2 separate regions of the Mus musculus genome follow, and region 1 is linked to region 2. A link is a contact called in public Hi-C data. All regions are on one chromosome and are shown on one strand. Each heading gives the region's core, a stretch centred on a gene start, on an enhancer-like site or on the middle of the called end of the contact. The rest is flanking DNA. Distances are from core to core; before and after follow the strand shown.

What was found. Hi-C and Micro-C count contacts between places; a contact is called where the count stands out from the background.
Region 1: a contact with region 2 is called in a Hi-C map of the N1E-115 cell line, with 5 times the contacts expected there. The contact joins two enhancer-like sites. A contact is called at or near these places in 1 of 15 datasets of contacts at CTCF or cohesin (embryonic stem cells), 19 of 484 Hi-C or Micro-C datasets (the G1E-ER4 cell line, the N1E-115 cell line, embryonic fibroblasts and 7 more) and 2 of 115 datasets of contacts at active chromatin or transcription factors (the NIH/3T3 cell line and embryonic stem cells).

Annotation. Positions count from the first base shown.
Region 1 is chr6:94,401,961-94,407,346 of GRCm38.p6, reverse strand. No RefSeq gene overlaps it. Among named protein-coding and RNA genes, the nearest start is that of Slc25a26, 96 kb to the left of the region's middle. Within about 2 kb of position 1,741, at least 38 of the 459 cell types and tissues checked have an H3K27ac peak or open chromatin away from gene starts, as enhancers often do. A contact at or near this core is called in the N1E-115 cell line and embryonic fibroblasts, where this site is marked.
Region 2 is chr6:94,301,373-94,307,290 of GRCm38.p6, reverse strand. No RefSeq gene overlaps it. Among named protein-coding and RNA genes, the nearest start is that of Gm31661, 20 kb to the right of the region's middle. Within about 2 kb of position 3,055, at least 23 of the 459 cell types and tissues checked have an H3K27ac peak or open chromatin away from gene starts, as enhancers often do. A contact at or near this core is called in the N1E-115 cell line and embryonic fibroblasts, where this site is marked.

The DNA.
Region 1 (5,386 bases), core at 492-2,991, 100 kb before region 2:
CTATTTCTGGGATTCTAAGTATAGGCTGCTGTGCCCAGCTGTTGCTGCTGTTGTTGTTGCTGTTGCTGCTGTTGTTGTTGCTGTTGCTGCTGCTGTTGCTGCTGCTTCTTTTTCTTGTTCTTGTTCTCCTCCTCTTCCTCCTCCTCCTCCTTCAATGTGGGTGCTAGGGAATTTGGACTCAGGTTTTTATGCTTACACTGCAAGTACTTTACTAAGCCATCTACCTAGTCTCAGAGATGAGACTTCTGGGGAGTAATTGTGTCATGAGGACTCTGCCTCCATCTATAGATTAATCCATTAATGGATTTATGGATTTATAATCTTCCGGCATTATTTGGAATTGGTAGGGGGTATGTATAGGTGGAAGAAGTAGATCAGTGGGGATACACCTTTAGAAGCAATCAACATCTTGTCCCCAACTCCTCTTTTTACCTACTCCTGACCAGGGGCAGAGGGTAGTGACAAAAAATAGTAAAACAGGACTCTGCGTTTGGAGGCCCTGCAGTTGGAAGGAGCTAAACCATTTAATGAGAAGGCACTGGAGGGCAAGTCTGGTGCCAGAAGCTTCAGTAATTCTAGTTCAACAGAGTACATTAAAGCTACTACGGTTGGGAGGAAACAGTGATAGAGTGTATGGAGGAGCCGGAGGGGTGGGGTGGGCATGAATTTGATCAAGATACATTGTATTTACTATGAAAATTTTCAAGTAATATTCTTGAAAAGAAAGAAAAAGGTCACTGCACTTTAAAAGGTCAGATCTTGGATCTTGGGAGAGAGCAGGGAGTCTACTGTGGGGCAGTCAGTGCCTTCTCAGCCCCTTGCCTCTCTGTGCCCCCTCTGTGTTCTTAACTGGCCTGAAGCACTTACTCAAACGGCCTGGATACTGTAGCTAGTAATGATGGGCTAGCACTGCACTTCTGTTATCTTGCTGGCTTTCAGAACTAAGGCATAATTAAGAAGGGTGGTTGGGGAACATTCGCATTGTACCCCTAGAGGTGAAATTACTGGACCCAGGCAACATTTCCTGGCCATTACTCAGTGAGCAGCTAGCTCCGTTCCACCATGCCCTTGCCAGCCTCTGCCTTGCCTTAGGCTTAAAAGCAGTGACTATAGGCTGAGATCTCTTGAGCCCAAATACATTTTATCTTTTTTAAAAGTTTATTTTCTCTGGTCTTTTTTTTTTTTTTTCAAAATAATGAAAAGTCTAACACAGAAACATTGGGAGGCTCCCAAATGCCCACCATTCATGCAATCTGGTGTCTTCACTGTCTCCTGTCAACAATGCTCACTGGTCATCTTACACTGATGGTGACTCTGCTTTGGGAAGAGATGGAAAATATGGATTTTTCACCTTTCACTAATAGTCTCTGGTCTCATGAATTCAATTTTCTCAAGCACTGGCATTGATTTTACCGTTATGCCTGTGGGATTTCTTCTGGCAGGCCTCATCTCTCTGACTCAGCCAGCACCTTTGCAAGTGTTGGCTGAGATAGAGCCTACTTCTCTGGCCTGGGTTTCTGCAGTTGCAAAGGGAGCCGTCAATGCAGACAGACACTTGACTCTTTCACCTATATGGTCCTTGTAAATGCAGTCTAGAGATATCCACGCCTTTTTTTCAGTTCCCAGAACCTTATGACTATTAGAGTTTTAAAAGGCCTAAGAGACACCTAGGCAGCCAGCAGCGATTACGGTGTAGGGCTACTCCGGCTCAGAGGCATCTGGGATATCTGAGTGGCACATGACTCATTCTGACTCAGCCTCTGTTTGGTCCTCTTTATTCCAAGGATGGTGCTCTCAGAAGCTCACATCCTCTGCAGATCCAACTTGGCAGGCCTGGGATGAGGGTGTCACTTCCTAACTTAATACTTCCTAACTCTTTCTACACCCCACATCCACCCATCCTTCCATTCACCATGCCGACAAATAGTGTATGATCTCTGTTGCAGCAGAATAAACCAGGCAAAATCTAGGACGTGCTTGGGGGAATAGCAGTGTGCTGTGTCATCATCCTCCTTAAGAACTGTGAGTTAGGGAGCTGGAGAAATGGCTCAGCAGTTAAGAGCACTGACTGCTCTTCCTGAGGTCCTGAGTTCAAATCCCAGCAACCACATGGTGGCTCACAACCATCTGTAATGAGATCGATGTCCTCTTCTGCTGTGTCTAAAGACAGCGACAGTGTACTCATGTACAGTATACATATAAAGTATACATATAAATTAAATAAATCTTAAAAAAAAAAAAGAACTGTGAGTTAGATTCTGATACTGCTACCAAGGTGAACTTTTACTGGTTTCATGCCAAAGACCAGATGACAATTTTGCTTAGACCTTTTGGTTAAACCTTTGGTCCTTTCTTCAAGAAGCATGGTGTTACAAATTACACTTAGACATAGAATACAGATAACTAGATCCCATCGGGAACACACAGAGGGACTTTGCTTCGGATCCTCTTCCTGCTTGAATGTACCACTCCTGGGTCACACTCTCCTCTCTGAGATGGACTACACCCTCTAAATGTAGGGAAATAAACTCCTACTTTAAGCTGTTTTCATTGTTCATTCACGGCACTTGATGGTCTTAGTCAGGGTTTCTATTCCTGGACAAAACATCATGACCAAGAAGCAAGTTGGGGAGGAAAGGGTTTATTCAGCTCACACTTCCACACTGCTGCTCATCACCAAAGGAAATCAGGACTGGAATTTAAGCAGGTCAGGAAGTAGGAGCTGATGCAGAGGCCATGGAGGGATGTTTCTTACTGGCTTGCTTCCCTTGGCTTGCTCAGCTTGCTTTCATATAGAACCCAAGACTACCAGCCCAGAGATGGTCCCACCCACAAGGGGCCTTCCCCCTTGATCACTAATTGAGAAAATGTCTTACAGCTGGATCTCATGGAGGCATTTCCTCAAGGGAGGCTCCTTTCTCTGTGATAACTCCAGCTTATGTCAAGTTGACACACAAAACCAGCCCGTCCAGTGAGGATTTTATTCCTTTCTCCAAAGGAGGATCAGAAAACTCTTATGAACTACTTCAGAGAACAGGGGTGGGACCTTGATTGCCTTTGCAGTTTTCTAAAATGGTGACCCATCACATTTTGAGACAGCATGTGTGGTGGTTTCGATATGCTTGGCCCATGGAAAGTAGCACTATTAGGAGGTGTGGCCTTATTGGAGTAGGTGTGGTCTTGTTGGAGGAGGTGCGTCAACGTGAGGGTGGGCTTTGAGGTCTCCTAGGCTTGCCTTCCACCCAGTGTGGAATTCCAGCCTTCTCCTGGCTGCCTTCTGGTTAAGATGTAGAACTCTCAGCTTCATCTCCAGCACCATGTCTGCCCAAAGGCTGCATGCTTCCCACCATGACAATAATGGACTTCTGAAACTGTAAGCCAGCTCCAATTAAATGTTGTCTTTTATGAAAGTTGCCTCGGTCATGATATCTCTTCACAGCCATAAAGCCCTAAGGCAGTGTGTCCTGTTAGAATGAAGGCCTGGTACATGCTACTACACAGCTGAACCTTGAGAACATTGTGCTAAGTGGAAAAGGAAAAAGAGTTACACATTGGATGCTTCCAATGTGGTGGGTAAGTCTGTAAAGATAGAGTACAGACTCCCAGCTCCCAGCAGCCAAGAGTGGGAAGTGGTACTTGTAGTCTTCACCCTGGGAGGCAAAGGCAGGGCAATCAGAGAGTTCAAGGCTAGGCTGAGCTACGTCGTGAGGCCCTTTCAGACAGAAAGCTACAGAAAGAGAGGGAGAGGAAAGGAAGCAGCATTGTTTAATGCTAATGGAGTTCAATATCTGTTAGTAAAAACATCTGGGTAGATATGGTAACTACAACACAGTGAATAAACCAGCTGCCACTGAATTACTCACTTTGAGACAGTTAGTTTTAATCAACCCACAGTTTTATGTTTTAAAAAGAGTTAAATTTAGGATAGGTGACAAGGCATCTATGCTTTAAAAAGGAAACTGGACCTTGAACAAGCGTGTGCTGCTTCAGCTCCTTTCCAGGATGCTGGGACGCTGTTAGCTCAGCCCTGGGGCCTCTGTGATTCAAGTCCAGATTTCTGAGTTCTGCATGAACATAGCAACACTTTTGCTAGGCCTAGCAAGATGGCTCAGAGGGTTAAGGCCTCAGTTCAGTCCCAAGGACCTTGGGAAAGAAGAAGAGAATCAACTCCTACAAACTGTCCTCTAACCTCCACATGTGTAGTGTGGCATGCACACACCCAGAACAAATGAGCAATCAAGCTTAAAAGAACACATTTCTAACACTCTTTCAAAAGCCATTCTGTTATCATTTCCTCCATTGAGATGCCATAGCTAGTTCATCATCATGTCAAGCCTAGCACTCTCCTTCTTCCTCTGCTTCTTCTTCTGCTTCTGCTGCTTCTTCTTCTTCTTCTTCTTCTTCTTCTTCTTCTTCTTCTTCTTCTTCTTCCTCTTCCTCTTCCTCTTCCTCTTCCTCTTCCTCTTCCTCCTCTTCCTCTTCCTCTTCCTCTTCCTTTTCTTTTCTCTTTCTCTATTTTTTTTAAGTCAAGGATGGAGATCAGACAGACGATAGCAGGAGCCATATATTGGAAAAGGAAGCATTAGAGAAAATGTCAGGAGCCCCACACAAAGTGTTAGGGGAAAACAGCTTAGAATTGAGACAGAAAAGTCACTAGTTTTCTGAGTACCTCAGTGGGCAGACTCAGAGCAGCATGGCTGCATTCTGTAAAACATTCTGGGAAAGAAAAGTATGGCATCTCATGAAAGGGACGATTATTCTGCCTGCCTATTTAGCATGGTTTAAGGTAAACCCACTTTCCTAGGAGCAATTCCTATTTTCAGAGGAGTAAGGCCTACATCAGATAGTTGATCCACCTAGCTGGAACATCAAGTCTCAAAGCAGGCCAGAGATTTAGTCTCTTGGCCAGGAGGAATTTCTCCTTAGTGAGTCTTTCCTGGCAGCCGTTCTCAACTTTCCTAATGCTGGAACATTTCATACAGTTCTTCATGTTGTGGGGACCCCCTGACCTTAACATTATTTTTGTTGCTACTTCCTAACTATAATTTTGCCCCTGTTATGAATCATAATGTAAACATCTGTGTTTCCCAATGGTTTTAGAAATTTCTAAAGAGAAATGTGAATGCTGCTCTTTCGCAGACAGCTAACCCCAAGAAATTAGGTCTCATGCTGGGGGGTGGGGCAGGGCCTACCGGGAGGCTGAGCTTCTCTGAAAGAAATTTTATGCAGCTCTCGCAACTTTGTCAGACCAGCTCACAGGACTGATTAGAGCTGATGAAATGATGGGTCAATAATGGGCGGGGTCACACCTTGATCAGGGCTGCCTAGTTATGCAGGCCCTTTGCTCTCTGTTTAAATCTAAACCTTAAGTCAGAAACCTGAAGGA
Region 2 (5,918 bases), core at 1,806-4,305:
GTAGACTAGGCTGGCCTCAAACTCACAGAAATCTGTCTGCCTCTGTCTCCTAAGTGCTGGGATTAAAGGCATACACCACTTTGCCCAAGTTAGAGAGTTCTTAAAAATTCAGGTAGAACTCACAGGAAATACAGTTTACTATTTTATTGCTTTTATTGTGCTAGGGCTAAATTTAGGGCCTTTCACGTTCTAGAAAAGTACCCTTTTGATGAGCTGCATCTTCAACTCCAGAAGATTTTAAAGATAAATTTTCATTAATACATACATAGTAATTGTATATGTGTATTTGGGAACAAAGTATCCTTCAGTACATACAAAATGTAAGGATTAAATTGGGGTAATTGGCACACCTGTCATCTCAGACAACTTTTTTTAATAATATGTTTTATCCTTTGAAATTTTTATGCATTTATAGACTGTTTTTTGGTCAATCCACCATTACCCCTCTCCACTTCCCTCTTGTGTCTTCCCCCACCCCCACATCTACACAAAGGCAGCCTCTGATCATTTCCTAGACTGTATGAATTCTGGATATTTCATCCAAATTGGAACCGTACCATGCAGTCATTTGAAGGAGAATGTCCTCCATAGGCTCATGTGCTTGAATACTTAGTCCCCAGACGGTGGCACCATTTGGGAGCGTATAGAACCAGTAGGAGTTGGAGTCTTGCTGTCTTGCTGGAGGAAGATATCATAGCCAGCTTGAGGTTTTGTCACAGCAACAAGTAAAGTAACTAAGATGCTCTTTATAGATTTTGTGCTTTCCTTCTTTCAAGGTTCCTCCATGCTTTGGCATGTTAGTAATTGGTTCCTTTTACAGCTGAGTAATTTTTCATTGTATGAATATGTATATATACACATATATTCCAAACATGTATATATTTGTGTATATGTATATATATGTGTGTGTATTTATATTCATATGTATATATAAATGGATATAGTTCATTTTGTTTATGCATTTATTCACTGAAGGGTATCTTCTGTTTATTGTGAATAAAACTGCTATAGGCATTTTTGTACAAGGTTTTGTTCATATACCTTTTTAAGTCCTTTGGGTGTGTCTACCTCGGAGCTGTTGGCTTATGCATGAGGAACTGCCAAACTGCTCACAGCCACTATGCCACTTTCTATTTCTATGTGCAGTGCATGAAGCTTCTGTCATTTTCACTTTGTCAACATTTGTTATTTTCCATTTTACAAAGTATAGATGGCCTAGTGGGTATATGGAGGGACCTTATGGCTCTGGCTTACATTTCCCTAATGACTAAAGACGCTAAAACTTCAATTCATGCGCTTCACCATGTTTTTTAAAACCAAGCTGTAATCTTTACGAGGAAAGGCTTAAGATTAGAGAAAATGTGAAAAGATAATAGAACAGTATTTTAGTAACATAGGCTCATATAAAATATACTAGAAGTTGCTTCCTCTGTGCCTCTACTAACTCATGTACCTTAAATTATTATGATAGAGAAATATACCACAGGAGTACACCAGCCTGATTTTCTACTGCGTTACTGACTTTGCCTACAAAGCCCACCCGTCTAGAGATTCTTACAGTGAGTGTAGAAGTTAAAAATAGAAGCTAGGTGTGCTGGCTCATCCCTGTAATATCAGCACTTGAGAGGTTGGAGCAGGAGGATTAACAAAGTTTGAGACTAGCCTGAGCTATATAGCAAGTTTTACATCTGCTTGAGCTACACTGTAAGGCCTTGCCTCAGAAATACATAAATAACGGAAGTACCTAAGCGCTAGGGTTAAAAATATATCTTTCATTTGGGTCACACAGATTTAAATACTGACCATGTCATGCTAGGCAAGTTGCTTAGCATTTCTCATCCGTCTCTCTATCATCCAGGGACAGCATGTGCCCGGTAGAGTCATTACAGTGGCATTATGGGACTTAGGTGTGGAAACATATTTGAAGCAGTTACATGTAATCTTTTAAATGAAATGTTCCCTTGCTTTTAAAGCCCAAAACATGCTGACATTTTGTCCTTATGGCTAGTCAAGACCCATGGGAGACTCACTCTCTCTGTGTCCAAGGCTGCTCAAGATTCACTGGAGGAGACTCACTCTCTCAATGTCCTTCATTCATGCTTCCAAACTTCTTCCTCAGTCTTCAAGTACGCACTGATCCCACATTGTATGTCAGGCCGCGGGCAAGGAACAGCACCCAAAAACATCAGTCTTGAAGTAGAGAACTTCAGCTCAAATCTCAACGGCTACTTCCTAGGTGTCTAACCCTCTTCTAGTTACACAGCCTTGCCTGGTTTTCGTTGCCTTATCGGTAAAATGGGGCAAATTCTCCGGCCTCTAAAATGGAGAGCATTAAATAAATGTGCTACATAAAAGCATTCAGCAGGGGCTGGTGAGATGGCTCAGTGGGTAAGAGCACCCGACTGCTCTTCCGAAGGTCCAGAGTTCAAATCCCAGCAACCACATGGTGGCTCACAACCTTCTGTAACAAGATCTGATGCCCTCTTCTGGAGTGTCTGAAGACAACTACAGTGTACTTACATATAATAAATAAATAAATCTTAAAAAAAAAAAAAAAGCATTCAGCAGCATGTCCAGCACACTGGGAATGCACTGAGAGATTGCTCGCCACCACTGCTACCACAGTCATGACTTTGATCCCAGCAAAGACGAATTATTGTAAAGATTTAATGAGATAATAGTCACTAAGATTGATGGCAGTCATATGCCTTGTTGTAAACATGTCTCCATAGCAACATTTTTTTCTTTGAGATGCTTTTTGTCCATCTAAAAAGGTAAAATCAGTCTTAACTCGTGGGCCATGCAGGGGCAGGTTAAAGAACGGAGTAGAGGTGGGCCAGAAGCTCTGTCAGAACGAAAGGATAGTACAGTGTCATCCCGAGACTTGGTTTCGGTCCCATGCACAAATATTTTTGCATAAGGATATGCTGGAGAGAAAAGAAAACTGCTTTTCTTCTCCTGAACGGCAATCTGAAAAGTTTGTAAGATACAAACCTAGAGACAGTTCCCAGCCATCTGGTGAGCAGTGGCAGGAAATGCCAGCTTGCCTTAGCAAGGGGATGGCATAGCTGTAATATTTTTACATTTAATGGCATCAATTAAAAAAAAAAAGTCATACCAAGACTGCATGGTAAAGTAAAATTAGTAACTGAAGGAAACTGAGTAAGTCTAAAATAGGGTAACCCTGGTTTTAAAATAAAGACCGAGGAGAGAAGAGAGAAAAGAAGTGTGGTCTTGTGTTTGCTTCCATTACTCGGCTTCGAGAGTTCCCAGGGCTGTCTGAATTCTAGAGGCAAGGTTAAAGATCAAGGTCAAACATCTGAAAAATGCAGATGCTATGGGTCTGGAAGCAGAAACATTCCTTAGTGTATGCCAGCGTATGCACTCACTAAAGCAGAAAGCTAACTCAGTAATTAAAACTTTGGTACCTTCCAACATGAAGCTGAAGTCAGCCATTCTTGATTGCATCCAAAATCCTTGTGGGGCACAAAGGCAGACAGGCAGAGTGTCTCAGTCTGGATGACAGAAATGCTCAGCATACAAGGACTCCAAATTTGGGAAGGACTCCCTGGGACGCATTGCTCATAACCACTCCGGGGTTGGCTAAGTCTTTCCTCACCTGGGCAACAGTCCATAAAAAATGAGCTTGAAATTCTAGGAACGTGGTGAGTCTGGGGAGCGAGTCAGACCTATTTCTGGAGTCCTCTTTCATCTGGCTACATGGTTTTGGTGGGGAACAGTTTCCCTAAGATGGCGCAGGTCAAGGAGCAAGGTCGCCAGACTCCATGCTGCCTTTTTCTCCTGAGTCATATGTCACAACCTCACCTCAGAGGCAAGCTTTGTGGAGCCACATATTCTCACTAGGGGGTGACTTTACCTGCCCAAGGACCTGCATGAATATACAACACACCTTCAAGCACCAGAATGTGATCATCACAACACCAGATGGCCTCTCATTTCATAGAATGCTACTAAGATAAACAGAGGGGAGGAGACGGGAACCCTTTCTAACAGTTCTGTTTATAAGGCACCGTCCTCTCTAATGAGAAGTCCTCTCAGATTGGGTTTCCCTGTCCATGAACTTTCTAAACACTGTTTTCTTCTTTTGTCTGAATGCCAAATTTGGGGATAAGCTTCCTCTCACCCAGTAGTTTTCAACCTTCCTCATGTTGTGACCCTTTATCTTGTGGTGACTCTATCCCATAAAATTATCTTTGTTACTACTTCATAACTGTAATTTTGCTACTTTTATGAAATCATAAATATCTGTGTTTTCCAAGGGTCTTAGATGACCCCTGTGAAAGAGTCATTTGAACCCTCAAAGGGGTCATGACCCACAGGGTGAGAACCACGGTTCTACAAAGAGCTATCAGTGTATACTTTAGTCCTATGCCTCCAGTCCTTAATATAACTGACAAAATAAGTATTTAATCAATTTTTGTTGAATAAATAATGTCCTTGATATCCAGTTGTCACGTACTATCTCTCATTATATAATACATATTTTTTTCAGCTTAGACTAATAGAAACTCAAGATTTATGTTAAAGCATTTGAACCTGATGCTATGTCGTTTAATAAGACATCATATTATACACCTAAGTTTGACTGGGTTTCCATAGCAAAGGGTTTGATACTATAATGTTGCCAACTTTAGAGTATCTTAAAAATGTCTACAGAAATATGGGCCAAGCACTGCAGCTTTGATCAAAATAAACTCATACTACACTTAAATTTTTGGAACTTTTAGATAGTTGCATTAAAAAGCAACCATAAGAGCCTGCAGGGTGATTTCTTTTTGTGAGGTTTCCCCAACCATCCCCATGTCCTGTGTTGTCCTGTGTGTGTGTGTGTGTGTGTGTGTAAGTGATCTGATAGCCAATGATTGCTTTAAGGGCTGAAAGGAGAGGTTCTGGGGGTGTACCATGCATGAGAAGAGGCTGTTTTCCCATTGAGCTTGACCTCCAATGCCTGATATTTTTGAATCACTGGTAGCTGTTAAAGCTTCTAAAAAATAGATTCTATCTCTATTCTCAACAACTGAATTACTTTAGCAAGAACTGGAGTCTCTCTGCTCTCTTTTTCCCTACCTCAGTTTGCTAAACTGGATTAGGAAAACTGCTATGGCCATCTTTCCTTACAGACAGAACAAGGCCAGTCTTCCCAGAGCCAGAGAGGATGAGACCAACTAATGGAGGGCGGAGCTAGGAGACAGACAGCTGTAGCTCCGGGCATCTGTATCAGCTACTTGTGTTGCTGGGGTGATGAAATCCCTGGCAAAAGCAACTAAAGGAAGAATGGGTTTGGCTTCAACACTTTCCTTCAAGGTGAGAGAAGGCGTTGCGTCGGGAACCGGAAGCAGCTCCTCATTCTGTATCTGCAACCGGAAGCTGAGAGGAACGCCGGTGCTCCGCTCATTTTCTTCCTTCTTAATCATTTTAACTTTTATGTGCATTGGTGTTTTGCCTGCATGTATGTATGTCTGTGTGAGAGTGTCTGACTGGAGTTACAGACAGTTGTGAGCTGCCATGTGGGTGGTGAGAATTGAACTCAGGACCTCTGGAAGAGCAGGCCAATGCTCTTAACCACTGAGCCATCTCCCTAGCACCCTCCCGCCCCGCTCCCGCCCCCTTCTCCTTTTTATTTATTCTGAGACTCCAACAAGTAGGAGAGTGCCACTCACATTTAGGGTGCATCTTCTCCCCTCCAATTAGCCTAATTTAGAAAATCCCTAACAGACATACCCTGAGGTTGGTTTCCACGGTGATCCTAAATCTCATCAAGTTTACAATCAAATTTAACCATAGCAGAGTCATTTAATCCTTTCATCCAGACAGGCTGAGAGCCATTCTTAGGCTAGCCTTGCCAGTTATGTGGAATAATACATTTCCTGTTTGGGTTAAGCTAGTTAGACTGGGTT